Regions from separate parts of the Mus musculus genome. Here all the other regions are linked to region 1. The links are chromatin contacts, called in public Hi-C and HiCAR-type maps. All regions are on one chromosome and are shown on one strand. The core of a region is the stretch at or near the end of the contact, and the rest is flanking DNA. Distances in the headings are between cores, read along the strand shown.

Region 1 (4,512 bases), core at 220-2,719:
TACCGTACAGAAGTCTATTTTTCTCCCTACTGGTGCCTTTCAACGGATACATTTTTTTTTAAGGCGAGAACTCCTACTGATAGTGCAGAAATGAGTCAGAGATCAAAGAAGGAGACAGACATCCACGCCAGCGCGTGTGAGCGAGGGACTCTGGCGAGGGAACCTGACAGTCCCCGCGCCCCTTCCCCCCCTCGTGCCAAGACATTAATTCTCACAAGTCGGAGAAAATTACTATGCATGAATGCAAAAAGCATGATCAGGAGTAATTAACATGGCTTCATATGCAAATTTTATTAATGCAGAAGTACAAAGTCATTATGCAAATGAAACTTACGTCAACTCTCTTGACAAATATTCATCTCTCTGAGCTCAAGTTTCTCTTTTTTATTTATTTATTTAATTCTATTTCTTCCCTACCCCCTTTCTCCTTGTTTTTTTGGGTTGTTTTGTTTTGTTTTTTGGTGGGACTAGGGTGGACTGAGGAGGGAGGTTTGTGGTTCTGGTGTCCCGAGAGGGCCCAGCAAGCTACAAGGGCTGTTTGACAAGTTTGCTAAGTTGTTTTCAACCAGAGAAATTTATTCTTGCATTGTTGATTTTTTTTTTAAAGTTGTTGGCAGGTATAAGACAGCTCATAGGAGAAGGGAAATTTAAAAAAAAAAAAAAAAAAAAAAAAAGGTCTATGGGCAGCAGGCAGCCAATCAAAACGCCAGAGCCAGTAATGAGAGCGATTGATGGCTGTTTGGCTTTTACTGCGGGGTAATGAACTAGAATCCAGTCTGAGGAGGGGGGGAGAATATGAATATTCATGAGACTGTGCTCCTGCGTTTGATGATTAAAGAAATTTTTAATATTCAAATAAGCGCTTGCCAAGTGATTAACAAAGAACAAGCACGCAGAAATATGGAAATGGGAGCCGGGGAAGATTCGAGAGGCGAGCATACTGTGCGGGAAGGCAGCCCCGGATTTCGTAAACAAGATAGGCAGATAACCCAATTCGCACGCAGGCAAATAAAAACATTTGTTTCTGATCACTTAAATATTTTGCCAGCTACTTTGTCTTAAGGATGATAAAAAAATGCTGTGTATTAAGAGGGTAGAGGAAAAATAACATGGAACCAGACGCATTGCTCATATTTAAGAGTCATTATCCTGACTCTAACCCGCCTCCTCCCAGCCCGACAGGAAATTAAGATTCTTTTTCCGGTTTGGTAGAGAGAGAAGATGGAGGTGAGGGCAGATTAGACTTGAAAAGCATGATGCCCCGTGGTGGTACCATGTAGATAGGCACAAATCATAATACGAAGCTTCTGGTCTGTTCCAGAGGCCCAAGAATTGGGGGACCGTGCCACATAGGGATGAGGGGCACTGGTGCCCACGGCCTGGGCATCTCAGGGTCTGCTCTCACTGGCCCTGGTGTGAACACACGAAGTAGGAACAGAGAAAGCCAGCAGCCACTCAGAGGAAGCTGAGCAACCAACTCCTAGATGTCTGCTGCTGAGGCTGAGCTCGTACAGTAAGGGCTCCACCACAGGTCACGAGGAAGCACATCATAACGGTATTAGCTGGTAAAATGATCCTGCAGTTAAAATTCACCTAATTAGCAGCCAATGACATCCATGTTGGCAATTTCCTATTTCAAAGGGGTGGGGTGCCACCTTAATGGAAACAGGCCCTGTGTAACTCCCCAGACAAGGTCTGGGCCTGCCATCACTAACCTCTCTCCCACTCTGCTTGGGGGTGGGGGGTGGGGGGTGGGGGTGGGGGAGTAGCTGAGGCCGGAGGACTAGAAATGATCCTAAGAGAGCCTCTCTGTCACTCACTGTCAAAGCGACCCAGGTCTGGGGCGCAGAAGCTCAACAAGTGCGTTCTTTTTGTTCTTCCATTTGTAAGAAATAAGAAAGCAGAGACAAAACGAAGCAGGAGAGAGGACCCAGTGCTCTAACAACAATGAAAACCCAGAAGCCAGGCCAGGCCTCCAAGGCAGAGCCAGAAAGCAAGTCAGGGGAAGGCTAGCCAGGCTCACAGCAACTGCCCAACCTAGAAACTCTGGGGAAAAGTTTGAGGGCTCCCCGGCTCCCAGCTCTCACTTCCACGTCCTCCATCTGAGCAGGACGCCCCCTCTTGTTCAAACCCACAATACCCTTTCCCTGGACTCAAGGCGCTCAAGGGTTGGTGACCTTACAGGTGGTGACCGAATGTTGGATGCAGATGGGAGAGTTTGTCTCATTTTCCCATCATCCACTGCTTGTGACTGGACTCAGGGAAGGCCTCTATGTGTGTCCATGACAAGGAAGAATATGTCAGGCCACAGCCTGAAGGGCCACAGGCAACTGCTCATGACTGAGCCTGAAAGGACTGTTACTACCTCTTCCTGAAATGACCACCGGGGACACCACTCACAAGCCCCACGCGCACAGCTGGGCATCTCTCCTGCAGCCAGTGTGAAAGGCTCAGGGGCACCCTAAGAGAAAGCAGCACTTCTTTTGGATCCTGAGCCAGGCCGCCTTCCCCCAAGCTCCTCCCTCATCTGGCATCCCTGTAACTGACAAAGAGCCACACCGTTTTAACTCCCTGACAGGCATTCCAGGGAAAGGTTAAGAGATACAGAGAAAGGGTTGCACCCTGTGAGGGCACACCAAAACCCGAGTTCTGCCCCGTGCCAGCGTTGAAAGAGAGACCATCCTCTCGGGCGGCAGCATCTAGCAATCAAAGCTGGTCCACACAGCATCACTTCCCAAGGCCCAGGAGCAATTGTTTCTTTCCACTGCTGCCAATTCTAACTTCCTCAAAACAAGGAGCTGCTAAAAATCCCCTGGGGCAAGCAGATCCCCTTTCTGTACCCAAAGCCAAAGACAGGTGAGGCTACACCACCTGTTCCAGAATCTTCCAACAGCTTCCAAAGGCTCTGAGGGCAGAGCGGGAGGATAGTCCACATGTCAGGAAGGTGTCAGGTGACCCTAAAGCCTCTCCTCAGATCTACCCAGGGTGAGGTGGAGAAGCCAGACAGTCAGTCCTTTGAGCCTCACGGTTCCAGCCCCCAGATGGGCACCTGCTGAGGAAACTTGAAACTAGAACCTCTTCTTTTGCTTCTCTTGAGGGAGCCTGGAGCTCTCAGAACGGCTGGAATGCATGTCAGCCACATTCAATGGCTGCTAAAGCCTGAGCCTGGCTTCAGGCTGCTGCACGCAGAACAGTAAGCAGCGGCCATCCACTGTGATCTTGGCAGGCATACCCCGCCAAACCAGGGTCCAGGATTCTGAGAATGACATGGCCTAGGGACACCAGAGGGGAAGGCCATGTGTTTTACTAGTTAGAGAAACTCGGGTGAGCACATCTGTGATGGAGAGAGAGAGAGAGAGAGAGAGAAGCTAGAGATGCCAGCACGCACCAGGAGCACACACATACATCTGTGTCAGAAACATGGGCAGGCTAAGGCATCTACCTGGGGTCTACAGGGGCCAGGACAAAGCTGGGGCTGACAAGAGTCTCTAATCTTACCTATAAAAATAGCCAATGCCTAGCAAAGAAAGTCCCTGTTTCCCACGCTAGGCCTTTTAGCCAAAAGCTGTGTGGCTGCATCAGCCCTTATCAGAGTCGGCCCTCTGATTCCAGTCAGTCAAGTACTTCAGAAACTTCATCTCGGTTTTGCCTCCAGAACAAACAGTTTACCGCGTGTGTGTGCACGGGCTCAGAGCCCATGAAGATACCGCCTAAAAATGGAAGTCAACAGCTAAGTACACTGTTTGCATTCCAAGAAAAAAAGAACCTGAGACTTACAGGTCAGGACCCTTCAGTCCATTCACAAATAAAACTTAGTTAGGACCAGACTCCAGCGACAAGCTTGCTCATGTGCCCCTAAGTCTCTGTGTTTCCTTTCCTTTACAGCTCAGGAGGCGGAGTTGGGAGGAAATCCATAATGAAAGCAAGTCATGTGACCAGAGGGCAATAACCCAGGAAATGAATTGTCAGATTTGGGCACTCCTGGGAGTTTTAAACGAAGGACTCCTCTATCCTAGACAGCATCCACTGGGCCTGACACTGGTAACCCGAAAACAATGAACTTGTCTCTCATCAAAAGTCTGATCCCATACCAAATGGGTTTGGAAGCTGCAGAGTTCAGGACACCGTTATGATTAGAAGGTGTCAGGAGCTCTAACCTTAGCTTCTGCTTGGGGAAAACACAGAATGAGGAGAGAGGAGATGCACGTCTGAACCATGAGGATCCTGGAGAATTAGGAAAGAAAATAGCACAGGCCGATAAAAAAAAGGAACGAAAGGACAGGAAGGGACCAACACGGGTTTCACGCAGTGACTCAGGCCCAGAGCATGGAGCACGCTGCACACATGTGGAGCTGAACCTTCTACAGACCGGACCCTAAAACTCCACCAAGACAGAAGTGATCTCCCAGCCTCTGGGTTAGCAGGGTTTCTTGTTTCAGACGGAATAGAAGTAAACTTGGTAAAGAGAAAGTTCAGGTGGTGGTGGGGGGAGGAATCAATTCTAAAAAGAGG
Region 2 (4,277 bases), core at 375-2,874, 820 kb before region 1:
ATCAGAACCTGAGCCTTGAAGTTACACAGAAGGCATTGACCTGCTCGTCAATACCTACAGATTCCTGTCCAGGGCTCAGTTTCCCGTCTAATGCAAGGAGGAGGAGTATCTGCAGCTTGTGGCCTTGGTGACGCATCACCTGGGTGCCCTTAACCCCGAGACTGGAGGGCAATAGACTCTCATCTGTCATGGATGTCCTCTATCACCTCGCTGCAATCCTGAAGGCCCAGGCTTTTAGAAAGTCCACAGTCGATAACTTATTTGGCTGTCACAACTAGCCTGACCTGAACTTACTAGGCAGCAAAAATTGACCCAGACTGACACCGGGCTATTTATAGCCCGTGTTTATTTCACTTCATGCACATGTTCATACATTTTCTGTAGAAATATCACTGTGCCTGATTGCAAGGCATGGCCCCAGGTCCCACTGGGGGTGTTAAATAATACTAATGCATGCAACTGCTTACATTCTAAACGGGAAGCCTTCTGAATGCCAAAGGCCATGTGGCCTTGAGGTTTCTCTTACAGAGTCGTGGATTCGTTCACATGGGATAAAGCTCGCTCTGTTTTGAGGAGTGGCTGGTGGCTTCCTCACTCAGATAAAAAGGAGTTCAGGGCTAGAGAGGTAGCTCTGTTGGTAGACTATGCACCCACTATGTATAATGTACCTACTATGTGTAAACCTTCTGGTCCAGCCACCAGTACCTTAGGCATAAAGCAGATATAGAGGCGCAAAATTGTAAACCAGCACTTGGTGAGCAGAAGCTTAGCCACACAGGGAGTTCAAAACCAGCCTGAAACACATGAGATGCTGTCTCAAATGGTAGCAATAATTGTAATGTTATTAACAACTAGTCAGATGTTTTTAATCCATCAGGTGCATAGGAAGAGAAGGAATTTGGATCTGCAGAAGGGCAGGGTGCCCAGCTCCCTCTCGCCACCTAAGGAGACCCCACCCCCAAAGCTTATTTCCTGTGTTTACCTCCCATTTGCAGGCTGTGAAGAGAGGGCAGGGTGTGTGTGATCATCCCTCCTCTCAAAGATGAGAGAAACTGAGGCTCAGAGTGTCCCAGTGACTTGCCAGAGACATCCCCTCAGCTGGAGAAGAACAGATACCCATGTGGTTGGAATGCCAGAAGCTAGGCTCTGGGCCCAAAGCCTTGTTTCTTTGGGTTATGTGTTGAGTGCATTTTTTTGAGCACACAGGAAGTGCTCAGTAAACGCACTTGCAGTTGGACTATTTCTTTTTACATTTCCCCATCCAGCCCTCATCTCCTCCATCACCAGGAGGGAGGTAAGGTGAGCCAAACTGAAACCACAGACAACGCTGTTAAAGTGGTGTGTATCAGAAACACGGCATGGTAGAAATGTGCTGTCTGTCTGTCCTTCACTCAGTCTGATTGATTAAGCAATACGAGGTTCTCTGAAATGTCCTCCCTTCAGATAAATAACCAAGGCGTTAGGCTGAATCTGACTTGTAAGTTGTGATGTAATGGGAAAACACCTCCCGTGAAACCGGCAGGGTGAAGGCCAGCAGAGGTTTCTGGATCACAGAGGAAGGGCTTCATTCAGGGACCATTTCATCCCCCGCTCCTCTGAGCCCCACTGTGGGCCCTCACGCCGGGGCATTTCAGAAGCTCTGTGTGTTCATTCCTGGAATCTTCTTGCCTTTCATCTCGTTTGCTGTGTACAGTAGCTCGCCTGTCCCCATCCTTCCGAGAATGTCTCAAGCCCTGCCTTGACTGTAAAGCCCTGGGTCCTTCTCATACCTCTCTCCTACCTCTTTCTCTGTGTCCAGGAGCTGTAGTCAGAGTCATGGTACCAATGACCTGGGCATGGGAAGCCCCGAGCTCTGGTTCTCTCTCTTCTTTCTTCAAGGGTGCTATCACATGGAAACTTTGTCTTTAACTCTTAGTTCTTCATAGATGCAAACAGTCAGTTTCGTCTGCCCGATGCTGTTCTCCTATGAGGAAGCATGGGTACCACATTATCTGAGGAAGGCAGAGCACTCTGTGTGAGGTGTGTGGAGCCCCGCAGCTATCATCTGCTCTATGGCTTTCCATTTTTTACTTCCTAGCTCTTGATTGTTTGATGGTCGAGTGTCCTTTTGAGACCATATGGCACCAGAGTCTCCTTTCTCGCCTTGAGACACACACACACAAGGAGTTATGCCTTTCTTACTGTTATCGAGGGTCAGTGATTTTTCAGAGTCCCCCCTTCTTCCAGTTCGGGCTTTTCAGTGTGGCCTTTTGGGCAACTGCTGCTGTATACCTGAGGGTTAGCTTGAATGTATATTCCAAGCTTTGTGTGTACATTGAAGCAAGATAGGTGGGAAGGAAGGGCAGCCACCCTAACCTCATAGTCTGATGGTTTTGGGGCTCAAACCTGGGGTCAGGTTGTGATTAGGCTACTTATCAGAGCTTTATGGGTTTCCAATAAACAGATGGATGGGTGGTAGAGAGCACTGAGGTGGACAGTCAGATCTGGGGTGACCTAAGACTTAGATAAGAGACAAAAATTGTCAACATAGGCTCATGGTTGGTCCTAAATGTCCAAGCCCTGCAAAGGTCAAGACCCTTCTAAAAAGACCTCACACAAGCCTAGCTTTTAGGATGGACTTTGTCCCTTTCAGGCTGCCCAGGAAGGGTCAGAGATGGGGACTTTTGTCTGTGAGGACATTCTCTTTCCTTGCGAGTCACTGGCCTTCTAACATCCTATATGTGATTTCTGAGTGCCTGACAGGCACAAATTACTTTTAGTGAATTCATAGAGCGTGAACAGAACTCCAGCACTCTTCTCCTGGTGGGACTTTCCACGGGTTGACCCGAGCAGGTTTCTATAAAGAAGTGACAACTTGCCTGGAGGCCCTTATCCCCCGACTGGTAGGGACAAAGCTGCAAAGTGCTATATCATCTTCCTCTCCCCTCCTCAGCCTCCCCACCCCACCTCAGGGAGGGCGCTTACTGCTGGGCCTGGCGCCAGAGGAACTGGTGGTTGCTTTTGTGGTCACCCAGCAGTTTTATGAAGGCCCTTGAGGTACTTCAAGTACCAGGTGGCCCCAGTGTGGTTAAACTGTCTGGGGGCCGAACTCTGTCAGTGGCCACCTGAGAAGCGCAGGGGCCTGAGGGTGAGAGCTGTTCAGTTGGCTGTGGTGATAATTACATAACACAGGGAAGGCACAAATGGCCATTGTCAAGTGCACACTCACGTATGATAAACGAGCGCATTCCCAGTCTTCTGGGGCATTTGATGGGCACGACCTGGTTTGCAGAAACTATTCCTTTGTGGAAGTCACACCAACCCCCTGGGTACGTTGTTTTCCAGAGTTGCCCAGATGTAGAAGCTGGCTGTCCAGGGTTCACCTGTCATGGAGCCTTTGGTGAGCTGTGTGAGAGTGTTCTTCATCACAGACCCCATGAGCCAAGAGTACTTTTGTTATGTGGGCAGTGACACCGGCAGCCCTGAGTCCAGTAGGGGACAGTCTTTCTGGGCCCTTAAGCTCTCAAGCAGGCGTGAGGCAGAGAGTTATCTGCCTCTTGGTCTTCCTAGCTGATGTGCCATAGAGTGTGTCTCAGGCTGTAGTCAGATTGCAGAGTCGCTCAGATCCCTTCTCAAAGTACTTGGAAGCTTCAAGAAGACGTTTCAATACGATCTTCTCCTGCTTTCAATCCTTTGATCTTCCTTCTAGAATGGCCTTTCTCAATCTTCCTAATAACCTTTTCATAACCCTTAAATAGATTTTCTCATTTCCTGATGCCACTCCAACCATCAAATTATGTCATTGTTACTAATCTTGCTAGTTATGAACGTTAATGTACATGGATGGCATGCAGGTCTTCTGATATGCAACCCCTATTGAAGGGTCCTTCCATCCCCCACTAAAGGGTAGGGACTTTTAGTTTGAGACTGTTATAAAAGCATTGATCATAGTCTGGCATAGACCAGCAACCAGGAAGACATACAATTAAGGACATATGTGTGCATACGTCACATGTATACACAAGCACCTGCATGCCTATATTTGCATACAAACACACACGTATACACATGCATGCACATCAACACAAAAACACAGACACAGACATACCTTCCACCCTGAAAGTCAAACACACCCCCTCCTCCATGGAGGAGATCTTTGGTGGGGAAATGCAAAGCAGTTTGTTCAAGGAACATTCCATAGGTGCCCAACACCACGTTTGGCTCTTTGTAAATAATATGCCTTCCTTGAGGCTCCCAGAAAGTTCCCTTCACTAAAAGCTCTTGTTAAAGCTCCTGTC
Region 3 (4,711 bases), core at 1,420-3,919, 850 kb before region 1:
AAAACAGAGCTAGTTTAGATTCTCCTCCAGCCAAAGAGAGTCTATGAACCCAAGAAAATTAAAAGACTGGGAAAGATTCATTTCCCTTGAAGGCTGGTCACAGACATGACTGTGGATGGTACGGAAGGGTTCTTGAAGAGTCGTTGGCACAAATTAGTTCCTGAACAACTGTTGAGAGAGAGTGAGAGCGAGAGCGAGAGAGAGATAGAGCGAGAGCGAGAGAGAGTGAGAGAGAGCGAGAGAGAGCGAGAGAGCGAGAGAGAGAGAGAGAGAGAGAGAGAGAGAGAGAGAGAGAGAGAGAGAGAGAGAGAGAGAGATGACCAAGAGCTGTCTGGTGGGACCCCACTGTTCTGGTATTATGGCTTGGCCAGGCCAGGCCAAGCATCTGTCATCTCTGGAGCTGCTTATCCATGGCCCTGGTGACATCTTGTCTGGTCATCTTTTAGACATGGCCAGCCTATGCCCTGAAGGATGTTGAGCAGCCCTGGGCTCCACCCACTAGAAGCCAGTAGTGACTCTCCTTCAGTTGTGACAAGGGGAATGTGTCTCCAGGCACTGTCAAGTGTCCCCAGAGGGCAAAATCATCCTGGGTTTAGCTTACTCTCCTAAGGAAAGACAGGGTGCACAGGCAGTGGGTGACAGTGACTTTAGAGGGTAGCCTCTGGAAATCATATGGGGGTCACTACAGTGTCTCCAGTCTCTGCTCAACATCTGGCACACAGTAGGTTCTTGGTAAAGTGAGAGTCACAGAAGAACTCTCACCAAGCACTGGCTTTATCTATACTGAGCAAGGCCAGATCCCTGTCAGGCTACTGTCCCTTGGGCTGGGCAACTGCAGTGGGTACCACCTCAGGGGGCAGGCCATGCTGGGTGGCTGTTTATCTGTATGCCAAGGGCAGCCTGCTGGGTGTATTAGAGGCCATGAAATAATGATGAAGTCTAGGAGGGGTAATTAAAAGCCACAGTGACATTGATCTGCTGAGATTTCTGAAAGAGCCCAGAGCACACGGGGCGACTCTCATTCTTACCTCATGCAGGCCCAGCCTGATTGGCCCCCTGGGCATTGCTAGGGCCATGGAACCTCACCTGTGGCCGGGAGACTCCCAGGGCAGCAGCCAAGCTGGCTTCAGAGGCTGTGCAAAACAGGAGGCCTGGGCCTGGGGGGCAGCCCAGCTGCTGTGCTCTGCCCAGAGAAGGCAAGGACAGGCTCACTTTTAAAGACACAGCTCCCGTTCACTGTGCTTCAAAGTTTCATCCTTCTCCCTTCAGGCCTAGAGCCAGGGAGAGAACTTGATGTGTTTCGGGGGCCAATTCATCCTTGTTCTTTGGGCCATGAAATCTGCATGAAAGGCTGCTTCCTGAGGGAAAAGTAACCCAACACTTACTTCTTGACCAGGGCAGAGAACTGAGAGCCTCTCCCCAGCAGGAACAGTTATTATATTCTTATAGTAACTATCTCTTCAAAGCAGGACCCTGATAAGAAACATTGTTTCCTTATGTTAAACTAATGATCAGCTATCGTCTTTGTTGTTAACTATACAGAGTCTCTCTCTCTCTCTCTCTCTCTCTCTCTCTCTCTCTCTCTCTCTCCCTCCCCTCTCCCCCCTTCCCTCTCCCCCTCTCTCCCCATGTGTGTGTGTGTGTGTAAACATATATGTGCATGCATTTATGCACATACACATGTGCTCATGGACATACACATACACTTATACAAGGAGACTTGCAGGCCGGCCAGAGGACATTTCTCAGGTACCACCTTTCTTTTGAAATGGGATCTCTCATTGACCTGGAACTCATCAAGCAGGCTAGGCTGTCTGACCAGAGAGCCCAAAATATCTACCTGTTGGCATTACAAATCCACACCCCACACCAAAGTTCTTGTCAACATTATTTATTATTATTATTATTATTATTATTATTATTATTATTATTATTATTATTATTATGTTTCTGGGAATTGAACACAGGTCCTCATGATTGCAAAGCAAGCACGTTGCCAACTTTCAGCTAGCTCCCCAGCCTTCTTTAAGGTGATTTTGCTCATAGTCTGAGAAAACTGAATTTCTACCAGAGTCTGACCACTGGAGATCTCTGTGGTCCTGAGCAACTCGTGTAAGCATACCTAATGTCTGAGTGAGCCTGCTAATCAGCAGAGGTAAGGGGACAGACACTGCAAGCCAGCAAGGGCTCAAATGGGACCGTGTCTGCCAAGTCGCGATCTTGAGAACTGGAAACTCATTAGCTCTGGGGCTTTGTGTTAGAGTCTTGCCCACACTCCAGATCCTATGACCCAGCAGGCATGTGAAGGGTGCATCAGCAGCCTATTTCATAGACTGGGTAACTGAGGCAATTCAAACTAGCCTGTCTTGCCGATTACCAGAGTCCACGCTGCACTGGAAGCCTGGTTGGTTGTTGTTAGGTTTTTTGTTTTATTTTGTTTTTGTTTTTATTTTTTGTTTGTTTTGTTTCCTTTTATTTTTAATTCTAGCTGCTAGAGTCAGTCACAGGCGGTTGGCTCCCCAAAGCCTCACAACTATCTTCCTGCCTGCCTGCCCTGAACGGGCAAACATTGAACCTCCACACATAATCGCAGCCTCTGGCCTTCCTTGGTGACAACCAGCCTGTTTTCTGCTCTTGCCTCTGTCACATGGGTGGGGGGGTGGGAGCCACACCTCTGATCTTCACACGGTGAAGAGCGAAGGAAGCCGAAACCCTGCCAGAGGAGAGGGGTGACAGTCTTCTTAAGCCTTGACAAGTCAACTGTCTTGCCGCAAGGGTAGAGTTGGACACCTGTTCCAAGGTCAGAGGTCGCAGTGTGAAGACACTCTGTCTGCCCTGGGAACTGCCTGGAGCAGGCGAAAATGTCTTCCAGAATCTTGGAGAGGTGTTCTGAGTTTATGTCCTGGGGAAAGCCCAAACCTGTTGTCTCCAGGGCACTCCATCCTCCACATCCTTAATGTGCACAGAATGATGGTGGATGGACCTGGCTGGGGCCAGGCTTCAGCGATTTAAGTGAGCAGTTATTGAGTGTCTAGAGTATATAGCCCTACTTACTTAATATAGCTCTAACACAATGGACACTTCTATTGGCTCTTTCAGGTCATTACAGCCTCAGGCTACATTACCAGACACTGTCTGTACCTCAGCCCCTGAGGTAATGCTTTGATTCCATCCCAGATGCCTTCCATGAAAGGAGGTCAGAGTGACAGGTGCAGACCGAGGCCGTGTGACCCACCCACGAAGCCGACGCGTGAAGTAAGTCAGCCAGCCCAGCAGAGGGGTCCGCCGTGCACTGCTGGGAACAAGAACTATCTCAGCTTTGCACACCCCTTCCACTTCTGAAGAGCTGGCTTACAAGCAGAAGTTCCATTCACCCCTGGGTTACCATCTCTACCGTCGGAGCAAAGAGAGCCGTTCTCATGCCGCATGGCTGGTGACTGGCCTGTGATCTCAGAGTCAAATGGGTTTCAAAGCGTCTTAACATTTCTCTGTGGGTAAAACCTGACCTGAATTGTTAAAACTCCTTGAAGTCTCTAGCTGGAGCTCACATTCCCCTCACCGTGAGAACAGACATGATCACTGCTGTGCCCGTAGAAGCACATTCTGTCCCTAGGTGTTACCTTGACCCCACGGGTAGCATGGCACAGTGTAGTTATAATGCACTGTTCTGATCTATAAAATACAGCCAGCTTTAGGGTTCTGTGAAAGAGACAGGGGGCCACAGATCAAAACCACAGGCCCAGTTCAGAGCCGTGTCCCTTCAGTAGCTTCGGGCTGTGGCAGTCACAGCAGTTTGACAAATAGAGTGGCTCTGGCTCCAGTTCTGGTCCATGCAACTGTGATTTGTGATGTCCTCAGCCAGCTAGGAGCTCCTGGGAGACTGGGGCCCAGTGTCAGAGAGGAGCAGGAGCCTTTCAGGGAAGACAACCTGCGGAGGTTTTGGGGGGGGGTGGGCATACACGGAAGATCCTGGAGGACTGGGCACTCGGGGGTAGGGGTGGGGTCTTCACTTCTCTAGATGTTTTGTGATGACTTGCAGGCCCTGGGCAGAGAGGCAGTGGAAGTTTAATCTTTCCAGAGTTTGCATCTGTGTGCTCAGAGAAGTATAGGGCCCCTGGGAACTGGGGCTGGGGAGGAGGGAAGAGAGAATTAAGACCTGCTGAGGCCACAGCAATTAGCAGGAGCCACCAAGACCTTTTTCTGTGGTAATTGGCTGTCCCTGACCTGGTGCTACAGGGGACGCCAGGGTCTCTAGGGGAGCACTCAGGGACGTCGCCGCTCACAAAGGGCTCAGGGCTGACCAGGAGATCCAAGTAAATAAGGTGGCACTCAGCTTCCAAAGGGCGAGGAGATGATGTAATAGGGACTCCCTGTGGGCGGGCGCCAGGCATGCTGAAGAAGAGTGGCCTGAGGCTCTGGGCCTGGCCTCTGCTGTCCATTTCTGTACTCAGGGCTGGGCATGTCTCTCTCCCCCTCCTTGGGTCTCTGCTCTCATCTTTGCTTCTCTCCTGCTCTGGGTCTCTCTAGCTCTCTTCCCCTCAGGTTTTCTTCATATGTGGTCTTGTGGATTTTTCTTGTTTTCCCTGGACTATTTCTTCTCACGTGCGTGCATGCCCCCGGGTGCTCAGCTGCCCTCCACAGATATAAGTGGACACCGCAGCTGGTGCTTCCTGCTTCTCAACGGAGCCTGGGATCTCCACAGAGAGAAGGG

The links. Hi-C and Micro-C count contacts between places; a contact is called where the count stands out from the background. HiCAR-type assays count read pairs that join an accessible place to other places.
Region 2: a HiCAR-type map of Th17 cells shows a contact between it and region 1, with 6 times the contacts expected there. The contact joins two enhancer-like sites. A contact is called at or near these places in 2 of 484 Hi-C or Micro-C datasets (CD8 T cells and regulatory T cells), 11 of 115 datasets of contacts at active chromatin or transcription factors (CD8 T cells, DN3 thymocytes, Th17 cells and 8 more) and 1 of 9 other capture datasets (embryonic stem cells).
Region 3: a contact with region 1 is called in a Hi-C map of regulatory T cells, with 2.4 times the contacts expected there. The contact joins two enhancer-like sites. A contact is called at or near these places in 1 of 15 datasets of contacts at CTCF or cohesin (CD8 T cells), 4 of 484 Hi-C or Micro-C datasets (CD4 T cells, CD8 T cells and regulatory T cells), 11 of 115 datasets of contacts at active chromatin or transcription factors (CD8 T cells, cardiomyocytes, craniofacial prominence and 8 more) and 1 of 9 other capture datasets (embryonic stem cells).

Annotation. Positions count from the first base shown.
Region 1 is chr12:107,970,067-107,974,578 of GRCm38.p6, forward strand. All of the region lies in intron 2 of Bcl11b (B cell leukemia/lymphoma 11B), which reads right to left. Among named protein-coding and RNA genes, the nearest start is that of Bcl11b, 31 kb to the right of the region's middle. Within about 2 kb of position 1,470, at least 36 of the 459 cell types and tissues checked have an H3K27ac peak or open chromatin away from gene starts, as enhancers often do. A contact at or near this core is called in CD8 T cells, Th17 cells, effector CD8 T cells and 1 more, where this site is marked.
Region 2 is chr12:107,145,642-107,149,918 of GRCm38.p6, forward strand. No RefSeq gene overlaps it. Among named protein-coding and RNA genes, the nearest start is that of Gm52008, 37 kb to the left of the region's middle. Within about 2 kb of position 1,625, at least 40 of the 459 cell types and tissues checked have an H3K27ac peak or open chromatin away from gene starts, as enhancers often do. A contact at or near this core is called in CD8 T cells, Th17 cells and regulatory T cells, where this site is marked.
Region 3 is chr12:107,121,117-107,125,827 of GRCm38.p6, forward strand. No RefSeq gene overlaps it. Among named protein-coding and RNA genes, the nearest start is that of Gm52008, 12 kb to the left of the region's middle. Within about 2 kb of position 2,670, at least 34 of the 459 cell types and tissues checked have an H3K27ac peak or open chromatin away from gene starts, as enhancers often do. A contact at or near this core is called in CD8 T cells, effector CD8 T cells and regulatory T cells, where this site is marked.